Linked DNA regions of Zea mays: regions 1 and 3 are each linked to region 2. Evidence: chromatin contacts called from public Hi-C data. All regions are on one chromosome and are shown on one strand. Each heading gives the region's core, a stretch centred on a gene start, on an enhancer-like site or on the middle of the called end of the contact. The rest is flanking DNA. Distances are from core to core; before and after follow the strand shown.

Region 1 (4,479 bases), core at 328-2,827, 250 kb after region 2:
TAATGGCATAAGATTCTAGAACATAAGTTTCTAGTATTTCAAGCACATTTGCAAACCACATAAAATGATAAGTAATTCATGAATTAGATTCAAGTTATGAATAACTAATGATGCTCATGATGATATTTTTCATGATGCATAGGCGATGTATAAGCATGCTTAACACCAGAGGTGTTACACCAGCCACCCCGGAAGAAGCTGATTCGCATAAGGCAATTGTGCCTGCGTCAACTGAAGATACAAGCCTAAGTACTCCTTTGCCTTCGGGAAAAGATTCTAGGGACACTTCAACACCCGCATCTATGACAGAGGCACACCGGAGATGACTTCGGATAATGGCATGGAAGCCATGACAATTGATGAACCGAAGAAGTCAGATGAGGAGAAGATACCAAAGAAGGGAAGTCCTTTAGAACACAGCAAGAGTGTTCGCAGAGTAGAGTTTGAATATAGATATGGAGATGCATAAGCTGCTGGAGATAGCTTTATTTCTAGTTCTCCGCTAAAAGTAGTTAATTAGAAATATATCACTTCAATTTAAAAAATAGAAATTAATTTATTTTCATACCACTATATGACATCAAAATAAGTTGAACGTCTAATTTTGTAAAGGCTAAGTAACATTATATAATTAATACTAAAAAGAATACGGTTTTAAATCTAGTGAAAGTTAAACTATCTTAAATTTAGTTAGATGTATAAAAATAACATGTATGACTCTAAACATATATAGTACAAATATCTTTCTCGAAATATGATTAGATTCGTTTAGTATAATAAGTATTAATACTTTTTATGATCAGTTTTAAAATTAGATGACTTCATAATATTTTAGAAATTTATTATATACTCTTTCACAACATCAATTTCATGTGTCGTGTGTCACGTCTCTACTCCTTTAAAACACAAGTTTTATGTGTCGTACGTCGTGCATCACGTGTGAAGTGTATAGATATATTCCTCTCTCTCCCACTTTTCGCCAAACAATGGGCCCAATGGGCTCTTAAACCACAGATAGGCCATGAGAAATCACTCAAGTCCAACACGATAAGAAGCCACACGCAGCGCAACGTTCCCAAATATGATTAGATGCGTACAGTATAATAAGTATTAATACTTTTTATGATTCTATTTTGTTTGAAGTCGACAGTTGAGGAGACTAGAGTAAGCTTTTAAATTATCTCCAGCAGCTTATCCATACTCATACACATATAAAACTTCACTCTGCGAACAGTGTACAAACAGTACAAAATAGTGTTTTACGTAAACTATGGATAGACTGTTGGACACGGTCTTAAAGCAAGTTTATAACACAAAGACATGTTCAGCAATTCAACTAAGCTAATGAACATGGGTAAAAATGACATTGATAATTCAGCTGGCGCAACTAAAATCGCCGACAACAGTTGGCGGTTTTAAGAAAAAATGCCAAGTCAAAAGGTAACTGGCAGCGATTTATTTTTGGAATAAAAAATTTAAAAACAGAAAATAAAATATAAACCACACAACACAACACACTCAGCGTGGGCCTTGCATCTGTCCAATGCTACATAGGCCCAAGACTCATCGCCAAGTTTGGGCAGGCCCCAAACAAACAACACTAACCTATGGAAATAAACTGGGCCGTGCGCGGTCCAGGAGGTTGGCTTTGCTCAAAAAAAAAAACAAGAAGGCATCACAATCACATCAGATCTGGCCACTGTCGTGAGCCGTGCAGCAGCTCGCCTTGGGCGGTTGGGTCTGGTTGGTCTTCGACCACGCAAGCCGCAGCACCGCCGGCTAATCACAGCAGGGACAGGGCTGGGGGACGACCGGCGCGCGTACGACGGCATGGGACGGTGGCGCGACCGGCCGGGCAGGCACGCCGCATGCATTAACGCCGCGCGCGGGAGGAGCGGAGCGGAGGACGCCTCGCCGGGCCCAGGCGCCCAGCCCAGAGCGGCCGGTGCGTGGCAGGACGAGATTCCCGCGGCCGGCCTCGCATTAAACTTGGCCGCGCCCGGCCTGCAACCGCGAGGTGAGGGGAGGACCGGAGGACCCTCTCCCTGCGTCTGCCTGCATGTGCACCGGGCACCGTGTGCTCGCCTGCCTGGCGGTGCAGCCACCTGCCGTCGCCTTGTCTCTTTTTTGTCTCGCTACTAGGCAGCTGTTTGTTCGCGTTCGTCGTCCGTCCGTCCGCCCGGCTCCGGCTCCGGCTCCGGCCGGCGCGGCGCCAATTGAAGACGCACGCCCCGCCGCACTGTACATAGACCCATCCATCCATCCTGCAGTAACGAGGCGCCCACGCACAGTGCCGGATGCCTTTCTTGGCCGCCTCGCTGCCGAGAAAGTAGAGTAGTCCCATGTTTGTCGTCCACAGGTCCAGGGACTAGCTAGATGCGCACTGTAGCCACTAGCCACTAATCACGCACAGTAGTTGGTTATAAAAGCCGATGCAAACACGTGAACATGGACAAACTTTAATTTTCGATGTTTCGTCTTCGGCGATCAAGGCAGTACGTGCGCTCCAGGACATACACAAATAATTTGTACCCACGAGATATCATATGAGTCCATGCATGTGTGAATATGACCCCAAGAGTAAAGTAGACTCAAACATTGTACCTCACGATATCAACATATATTGATCATCAGATTTGGCACCTAGACGGTCGGTTCAGCCTTATCCTAGACGGTCCACGCTCGGATGGTCCGACGTGTTACCCGAGACGATCCGTAAATAGATTAATTTAGGCTAGAGTTCTTATCTTTTGTGGGGTTATCCTAATAACTCGCGAGAAACTGTTTGATTTTGCTTAGTAATGGGTCCGAACCTACTATATATATTTGAAAGGGTACGACCGATTCAAGAAACCAACAATGGATCTACAAATCACTTTTATCTCATTTATCTTATGCATTAGCCTTAGGAGTAGTTCTAGCCATAGTTTAGCCCTAGTTATAGTTTCCCAACTTCGATCTTCTCCTCTCTTTAACTCTATGTCGTCTAGAGACCCTTTGGATGGCCTGTCGATCCCAAGGCAACCCTAAGATTCTTCCTCCCCGCGGTCAGGGTCCCTCCTGAAAGGCAGGATCTAGGTTCTTCCCGAAGCTCTTTGCGCCATCGCAAATGGTCCGTTGACCTTCCGCGGACGGTCCGCTACCATTAATATTTGGCCCAAAAAGGTGCCAACATATTTTTTGGCGGCTCTGCTAGGACAGAAAATTAGATCTATTAGATCGACCATGATGGTCGGTTCCAAAGATCACATTGGTGACTCTCAAGACAACATCGTTAGGCTGACTCTTGAGAGTTTGTCAACCGATGAGCAAAGACAATTTGAAGATCTCATGAGCCAGACTCGAGAAGCGACAAAGGAGAAATTCTTCACACGTCACACTAGATTGGCACCAGAAGATCATAAAAACAAGGAGAGATCAACCATGGTCAGAGAAGGCTGATGAATGCCATGTCATCGCTTATTCTTTGACCTACCCCTTATCCAGACATAGGTCCAGTGCCGACGCGTGGCCAGACGCCCCTAGCGTAAGCCACCGGACGATGCCTGACGAAAGGAGCTGACATAGGGCACACCATCATTGAGTGCAGATGGGATGCATACTTGCTCACGCCAGTGACAGATAGCGTATCCCTGGCATTAAATACACGCGACGCGTCGGGCCTGCAATGTGCGGATTTTACTGTTACCCGCACGTTACCGAGGCAAAGGCATTGATCTAGTGCGCCATTTGGGCGCCTCTCATTATGATTTCAAATGTTCTTTGTGCATTACCGAGGCATGAAGAGATGGATGGAGGAGACGCAACGACACCGCCCACACCTACGCACGACATCGTACCAGAATACGACGCAACCTACCGCAAAGGATGCACACGTACTTCGATTAAGACGAAGGAGGTGGATAGGATGTCACGAGTCTGCGCGATAACCAAGAAGGGATATGCGCTCATGAAGATCTAGCGTTGTCAGCTCTATCCAGCGTTTCTCGTTCCATATTGTAAACTCTCATAGGCCCACCTGTCAGGTCCTGAACTCCCTTGTAACATGCCTCCCTTGGATTATAGAAGGGAGATCACTTACTTCGTAGCAGGGAGGTCGATTCAAACTCAGACTGACGACTCCTAAGTTCTCAAATAATACAACTCACAGTGGATGTAGGGTATTACGCCGGTGGCCTGAACCACTCTAAACCCTTATATTCTCGTGTCAATCTGTAAGGCCAGGCAAACACCTGAGCCTACCCCTCATATGAGGACCAGGGCAGGTGCAATCTGCCACCCAACCGGAGGATTCGCCCTCCGATAGACCCCTTAGCGACCCCTTCAAGAAGCCTCGTACTGAGGGTCTATTTGGATCCATAGTGCTAAAGTTTAGCATTACATTTTTAAAATTTAGCTAAAAATGTAGTGCTAAACTCTAGCATCCAATACCAATTTAGCTCCTCAAGATATGCTAAAGTTTAGCGCATGGAATCTAAA
Region 2 (3,959 bases), core at 760-3,259:
TTGTAAGAAGTAGAGGATAAACCAATGTCAGAAACATGTAAACAAGCTACAGAAGGGGGCCAAAGGCAATTCAACCCTACACTACAAAGTAAAATGAGCAACCAAATTCTCCCTGCTCAGACAACATCCTGGAATGGATATCATAAATACGCACCTTTAAGTATAACAGTGCCCAACTATATTGGGCACAAGCTGGATCTCTATCTTTGAAAGCCTGAATTAGCAAAGCAGTTCCCATAGTTATCAATTCCCACAGGATGGTGTAGAAGAATAAATCATAAACAAAAAACAAAATGGGTTAGCTGAATAATAGTGACTCACCTGAGCATCAAGGCGAATGGAGCGGCATATATCTTTGTTATTCAGCATGACATCGTTAAAAATATCGATTAGCTGAGTAGCAAGCAATGTTGGATCTTCAAGCCTATTTGCAAGGACGAAGCTCAATGCACGCTCTAGGCAATCATGAGACAGCACACTGGCATACAAGAAGCTACTCAAAATAGGTTCCTTTTCTGCCTGTGGAGCATGACCATCAGTCCATCACACTGCCGGCCATCAGTTTACCAATATAACAGTAAAACTATGACAAACATGACCATGCATAAAGAGGTGAGACCGTGAGAGTATAGCATTAGACTAGTATGAGTAAAAAAACATCAAGCTTCCTACATATTTTAAAAAAAATACAGGGGTTGTTATTTCATCTATTAGGTAGACATAAAACTGAAGTAGACTGTAGTTATGCTTAATGTTAGTTGCATTGAACTGGATTTTGTTACTGCTTTTGAAGCTTAACTGAGCAAAGCTTCCTACATAATACATGCAAGAGATGCAACTTCACATGACTTTTTGGCAGAAACAGATCACAGCATCATCCAAATTGAGTTGCCAGCAAATTATTCTTTGTTTTATCTAGTGTTGTGTTACAAACACAATGGCATGGGGACATATATAGTTAGAAAATAATTCACCTAGTTTGAAATCCAATCCATTTTTGGCCTCTTGATTTCCATGGATAAGCTGAAACCACGACTATTACACACTCCAACCAATAGTTTTAAAGGCAGTTCCTTTTGTCACATCAACTAAGTTTAGCCAATAAATTATCGTGACCAATCCACTCTACCGTTGAGGTAAAGAAGGAAAAAAGATCAAATACTCTAGGTTACTAGTAGTATACTAGCGCGTTGCCACCAGAAACGAAAATATAGTCAAGCGGGTTCTTAAAAAGATGCCCAAAAAACCAAGAAAACTGATGGCAATTAAAAGCCACTCAAAACAAACATAGCTTTAATTCATCATCTTCATGGCACAAACAAAAGCGCAAGCTGCGATCCATTCCAACAAATACTCCAACCGAGGTCCGGAAGCATACTCACCTCAGACTTGGCCTCCGCCTTGACGGCAACCCATATGGGGTCCTCGGGGGAGTCGACTATGCCGCGCGCCGCCGCCACGGTGCTCTCCCGCGAGCTCCCCATCACGTAGATGGGGAAGATGGCCTCTGACCGGCCCCGCCAGTCCCCAGCGCACGAGCCGCACCAGGCGCCGGCACCGGCGCCCGGCGCGGCCTTCACCCTCGTCTTCGCCGACGCGTCGCCCTCCACCTTCTCGAGCATCAGACACCCGCAGGACGTCATGGGGGTCGAGCAGCGATGCCCGGAGCCTCCCTGATCCTAGGGTTTCGTTCGCCCTGCGGCGACCCGACGCGGCGAGCCGAGCGCGTGCGCTTGGCGCTTGCGGCGAGGCAGGCGGGACGGGCGGGCAGGTGAGAGCGCAAAGAGGCAAAGGCGCACACAGTGGAGTAGAAAAAAGAGCGGTTGGGAGCAAAGTGAATCGACGGGAGCCCGAGACGGCCACTGAGTGCGGGGAGACGCCGTACGGGGATGCGTGTTCGGGGCGGCCGGCTGGGCGGTTATGGTGAGGGTTTTGGCGCCTTGTGTATTTTGCTGTCTGGTGACGGCTTTTCGCCGGGATTTTGCGGCGGTCGGTGGGGACCGAGCCGGGCGGCGGCGGGGGACGTGAATGGACTGCAACGGGCCTACGGCATCCACGGCTTTGCTTTGCCCTCTGCTACGCCTTTCGGCCGGGCCCCGGGCGGCGGGCGCGGACGGTGGCGAGGCGTCCGCGGGTCGGTGGACGGGGCTCGGAACGTGTGGGTGTGGTGCGCGGAAACGCTGCGCGCTCGTGGCCGTGGACGTGGATGCTGCCATGCTGGAGGCTGAAGCTGGAACGGGCGCGCCGGCGTGGGCCTGGGCTGCGTGCTTCATGCCGTCTGACTGAGGGGGTGTTTGGTTACCCAAAACTAAAATTTAGCCTCTGTCCCATCGAATGTTTGAACCTCCGTTCCGGGTATTAAATGTAGTCGGATTATAAAACTAATTTGTCAGCCGAAAATTAAAAGACGAGACGAATCTAGTCCAGTTGGTTGGGTCTATATTTCATACTCCTATTTAAAAGTCAAACGCTTGATGTGACCCGGGCTAAACTTTAGCAGGAGCAACCAAACACCCCCTGAGGATGGTGGGGAAATTCTGAGCAGGAAGGTATTCAGCCTAGAGGCTAGATCCCATGCTGAGTACACAACTTTTTTACAACTTTTTTTACATACTGTGTGTTGGGACGATATATAAATCTTTGGTAAAATATTAACATACAATAATTAAATATAAATACTCGACGACCGGTGAGTCAGAGGCCAACAGGATGGCTTGCTCGACGTCCTCTGAATCCTCTATGATGATGTGGAAGAATCTGGATGAGGGAGAATGCAACATGAAGGATGAGAAGAAAATGCTAGTGGTTGTTGCTTAGCTATGCATGCAAGAGATAAGTATTATCGTATTTAGTTATTAGGCGAGATATGGGTAGAAAAAATATATCTATGTGTTTCGAGCGTAACACAAGACGATGAAATTCGTGCGATATAAAGATAAAGATATTTAGACCATAAGTTAGATTATAAAGAAGTATAAAAACTTTTTTAATAGAAGGGACGACGATAGAAATCAGAAAAAAAAACTTATGTTTTTATTGGAGTAGAGATATTGTGCCTGTTTATTTTTTTGCTTCTCCCCATCACGCTTAAATTCTAAAAAAATAAAAGATACTCACGAGTATTCGATTCTCACATATTAGCTCAGCGAGCGAATTGTTGATTGTGTGAGACGAGAAATAATTTAGACATTTAACAGAATTTTCACTTATTTTCGGGGCCGTACCTAGGGGGTGCCACTGGTGCGGCCGCACCGGGCCCCTTAGCCACTGGACGCTAGCATTTTTTTCTGTTAAACCTATCTACTCTAGACACAAATACGCAAAGTGTAATGCGCTATCGATCATTCTCGTTTAGATTATTAAACTAATGTCTTAATTAATTATCGAATACTCCATTCGTTTCAAAATAGTATTTGTTTTAGCTCTTGATTTTTATATTTATATTCAACTAGATGATGATGAATCCACTAAAGAAGCAAAACAAATTCTATTTTAATATAGAGAGATTACTATTTATTATACATATGATGGTTGCATCGACAGAGAGAAGCTTTTAAAATTGAAATATTTTTTGAACTATTTATAGTCAACAATAACTTAAGAGAGGTTAAATGGCTTGGCGATTCTATATATCGAAAAAAAGTTATTGGATGAGATTGGTCTCATTGATATAAGCGATGACTTTGTATCATAAAATGTTAAAAGATATTTTAACGATATCAGATACCAAGTAAGTGTTTTTGCTATATTTTACATTTGTTATCTTATAAACTTTAAAATAGTGCATAATAATTTTTATACGTCAAATATTCGATATTATATATATATAATTATTTTATATATGTTTGGGTGTAGATGGGTCCTCTATATCGGATTTCGCACTGGGCCCCTGAAAAGTCAGGAACAACCCTGCTTATTTTCGTCCATAAGTGGATTATAAGCGAAACCAGACACACTAG
Region 3 (4,037 bases), core at 1,442-3,941, 150 kb before region 2:
GTGGTACGAGAAATGGTGAGAAACATATCATATTTTTGCCTGGTTCTGGTTGAAAGTTTTTTTCTAAAGTTCTTTTTATCCATCAATGTTCTATAACAGGTGGGAGAAATATGATGCCAAAGGTTGGACAGAAAAAGGTGCTCACAAATATGGAAGATTGAATGAGCAGTCCTGGTGGGAGAGATGGGGTGAACATTATGATGGCCGTGGATTTGTTTTGAAATGGTGAGCCTCTTACTGTTTTTAGCACTAGTTATATGGCCATAGGAGTAAATCCTTATACAGGCGGTGTTGTGCTTGATCTTCAATGTTTATTGCCCGAAACTTCATGGCCATATTATGTGTTCTTCATTACAGCAGTGAATTTTGTTGCTTATTGGTATGTGGATTCACATGTCAATTGGTTGGTTAATTCCGCTGAGATATGCATCTGACACTGGCATATAGTTTGTAGTGGTACAATGATAGGGAGTTATTCTTCTGTGGGACAACTTGATGCCCTCTATTTCAATTCTGTATCGACAGTTCAGACATTGGAAAGCTGTTTTTGGTTTGCATATACTTTATCTGCTCGACTGACAGTGGTGGTTGATAGCATCTGCATTGCATTAATGTTCTTAACAGGACAGATAAGTGGGCAGAGACAGACTTAGGCACCAAATGGGGGGACAAGTGGGAGGAGAAATTCTTTGCAGGAATTGGTTCTCGACAAGGGGAGACATGGCATGTATGTCCTGGCGGTGAACGTAAGATCCATCACCACTAAATACTGTATGTGCACCACATTGTTCTCGTATGTATGCTAGTAACTAAGCTGTGGTACTCCCTCCAACTGCAAAAACATAATGCATTTTTAGAATATGCTAATCATTTTCTATGTAGGACCATCATCACTGAAAACATTTAGGTTTGCCGCTTGATGTTTTTAATGGTAGTTGCATTTTATGCTAGAATATGATAGTCCTTATAACTTGTTGGTCTCGCTTGAAGACCTTGCCAATGTCCAGAGATGTTTTGAAATCTAGGCGAGAGCATATCAACATAGCTTTATATCATGTATACTTTTTGAAATGTGCTACAGCCTTTTATCATCCCATTGAGATGGTGCTGGACCCCACTACTTTATGATGGAGATATAAAGCAGTATCATCTTTTGCTTGGAATAATATGTAGGCTGATAACTTCGCTCGTGTTGAAACTTTCAGGTTGGTCAAGAACCTGGGGAGAAGAACACTTTGGTAACGGGTACGTGACATAATAATGTTCTGGTGTAGCACAGCACGTATTATTTGACTGGAACCTGGGCTGTATTTAGACTGCAGACTTTTCAAACATCTTATCGGTGTATTTTAGTCCCTGTTTGTTTCCTTCTAGGATTATATAATCCAGCTTATGGATTATATAAGCACCGATTGACCTGCTTATAGATTATCATAATCTAAGGTATCTAGATTACATAATCCACCGAATAATCTGTGTTGTTTGTTTACCTCTCAACTTATTTAAGCTGTATTATATAATCTAGAGGGTAAGCAAACATGGCCGGAGTGCAGAATTTTCCCGGCATCATCATGCAAATGATTTTATCTTACATATTGATACTAGTAGTAAATCGTTTTGGAGTCGACTATTCTGTCGCTAATTCTGCTACTTCAAAACTAAACCATATATCTCTGTCTGGATTTCAGAAAAGTCCACAAGTATGGAAAGAGCACAACCGGCGAGAGGTGGGACTTGGTAGTCGACGAGGAGACATACTACGAGTAAGACTTTCTGTTCCGGCGATCGATTCCCTGAAACGTCTCCTCGACGCTAAAATCGCTTCTGAATCTCACTGTCACCGGACTGCAAACATTTGAACCAGGGCGGAGCCCCATTACGGATGGGCCGATGTCGTCGGAGACTCGACGCAGCTGCTGTCCATACAGCCCGTGGAGAGGCCACCCGGCGTGTTCCCGGCCATCGACTTCAGCTCCGCGCCGCCGCCGAAGGACGCTCCGCCGGGCATGCCCCCTTCTCCTCTGGACTGAGTGAATTAGGCCTGCCAGCACAGACGGATTTTTCTGTCTATATAGGCTCCAGATTTTGCCTGTAAGGGAACAGCATTCTTTGTAGGAAGTTGACGGAACCCCGTTCCTGCGTTCATTGGTTGGCTCATTCTTTGCTACGCATTCCTTTCCTCTGGCTGGGATATATATATATTTTGCTTGGGAACTGGGTGGATGCAATAATCAAACGGCGCCCGTGGTTGTGTGTGTTGCCCCTGTCCCCCTATGTGCTTGCAACTTGGTCTGAAGGCAGTGTGGTCTGGGCAAAGCTTTCCACAGCACGAACGAACGCGCTTGAGCTCAGTGCGCGTCCGCGTGATGTCTACAAGTCCACCTCGGGTCGTTGGAAACTCTGGCCATTTTCCTCGCGTCCAAGGTCTAGCCAACCTGTCCGGGTCGCCGGTCGACGCCCCAGGCCAGGGCCAGGCCATCACCGATAGATACACACCCATCAGAACCCGGAACTAGTGCGACTAGGCCACTCGATCCACCACAAACTCGTCGCATTTTCCCTGCCGGGGCTCCACATGAATGATTTTTTTGCAGTCCCTCCATTTTTCATTCATACGGAGGGGGTCCACACTGCGAGCATTTAAGCCCATTCGCGTCCCGTCCCGTCAAACAAGCACTCAAACCTCCCTCCCAAGCCCTCTTTTTTCCCTCGCCGCGGCGCAGGCAGAGCAGAGGCACTAGCATGTCGCCGTTCGCCGCCCGCGTGGCCTCCTTGGCCGCGCTGCTGCTCGCCCTCCTGCTCGCGGCGCCGGCCTCGGCCGCCAACTTCACCTGCGCCACAGTGGGCAAAACGTGCCAGTCGGCGATCGGGTACGCGGTGCCCAACGCGACCACGTACGGGGAGCTGGTGGCGCGGTTCAACGCCACCACGACGCTGGCGGAGCTGCTGGGCGCCAACGGCCTCCCCGCCACGACGCCGGCCTCGACGCCGCTGGCGGCCAAGGCCACGGTGCGCGTGCCGTTCCGGTGCCGGTGCGGGAGCAACGGCGTGGGGCAGTCGGACGGGGGACCCTTCTACGTGGTGTACCCGCTGGACGGGCTGGACCACATCGCGCGGGAGGTGTTCGGCGGCTTCGTCACCTACCAGGAGATCGCCACCGCCAACAACATCACCAACGTCAACCTCATCGTCGTCGGGCAGAAGCTCAGGATCCCGCTGCCCTGCACCTGCGACCAGGTGGACGGCGCCGACGTCATGCACTTCGCCTACAGCGTCGCCAAGGGGGACGACCCGCCCGGCATCGCCGCCAGGTTCGGGGTCACCGAGACCACGCTGCTGAGTGTGAATAAGATCACCGACCCCAAGACCAGCCTGCAGCAGGGGCAGATCCTGGATGTCCCCCTCCCTGGTAAGCGTCTTCCTCTTCCTCTTCCTCTTCTTACGCCGCAATCCATACCTAGTTGTGAATTGTGAGGACGATGGAGTGAATAATGCTTGTAGCTCTGCTTAGGACGTACTACGAGACATAGAAGTGGTGGATTTTTTTTTCTAGTTACAGAAGAAAGATGACTTGATATCAGACTGGGAAGCATATGGATGAGCTGTTAGATTCCTCTTATGTGACATAGGTCTGCTAAATGCCCAAATCAAATGCAGGTCTCAAATGGCATACCACTATTGTGTAGACAATTGGACTCAACGATGGTTCCCTTGGGTTGGGTGGAGACTGGAGACTCTTTTTTTTTTAAAAAAGAAAGAAAGAAAGATCTGTTATTGACGACTTGGTGAGCTTGACAAGTTTGTTGCCCCATGGATGCTCCAGTTGTTCAGAGACTTGGTGAGTGAGACCACCATCTTGGACGGTGTGGTGGAGCGTTTAGACAAGTCGCTATCGGTTCATCCTGCGCGCTAGGACAAGTCCACCGATTTGAATTATTCAAGAAACCACAGCTCATATTCGTCCTAAGAGATCAACTTTTCATTCATAATCTGTTATACGTTGCTATCACCGTGCGAATTGTCTGACTCCGTGTCTG

What was found. A called contact is a pair of places that touch in the nucleus more often than the background predicts.
Region 1: a contact with region 2 is called in a Hi-C map of endosperm, with 1.7 times the contacts expected there. The contact joins the enhancer-like site here to the promoter of LOC103631673 in region 2. A contact is called at or near these places in 2 of 25 Hi-C or Micro-C datasets (endosperm and leaf).
Region 3: a Hi-C map of bundle sheath shows a contact between it and region 2, with 1.8 times the contacts expected there. The contact joins the promoter of LOC100384051 here to the promoter of LOC103631673 in region 2. A contact is called at or near these places in 4 of 25 Hi-C or Micro-C datasets (bundle sheath, ear, endosperm and 1 more).

The regions. Positions count from the first base shown.
Region 1 is chr1:7,904,899-7,909,377 of Zm-B73-REFERENCE-NAM-5.0, forward strand. No RefSeq gene overlaps it. Among protein-coding and RNA genes, the nearest start is that of LOC115032970, 4.7 kb to the right of the region's middle. Within about 2 kb of position 1,578, at least 20 of the 20 cell types and tissues checked have an H3K27ac peak or open chromatin away from gene starts, as enhancers often do. A contact at or near this core is called in endosperm and leaf, where this site is marked.
Region 2 is chr1:7,651,044-7,655,002 of Zm-B73-REFERENCE-NAM-5.0, forward strand. It overlaps LOC103631673 (probable serine acetyltransferase 2), which reads right to left and starts at 2,010. Exons shown (of 11, transcript XR_004852616.1): 1 at 1,383-2,010; 2 at 322-519; 3 at 155-214.
Region 3 is chr1:7,504,433-7,508,469 of Zm-B73-REFERENCE-NAM-5.0, forward strand. LOC100384051 reads left to right here and starts at 2,692. Exons shown (of 4, transcript NM_001176655.1): 1 at 2,692-3,409. The coding sequence starts at 2,743.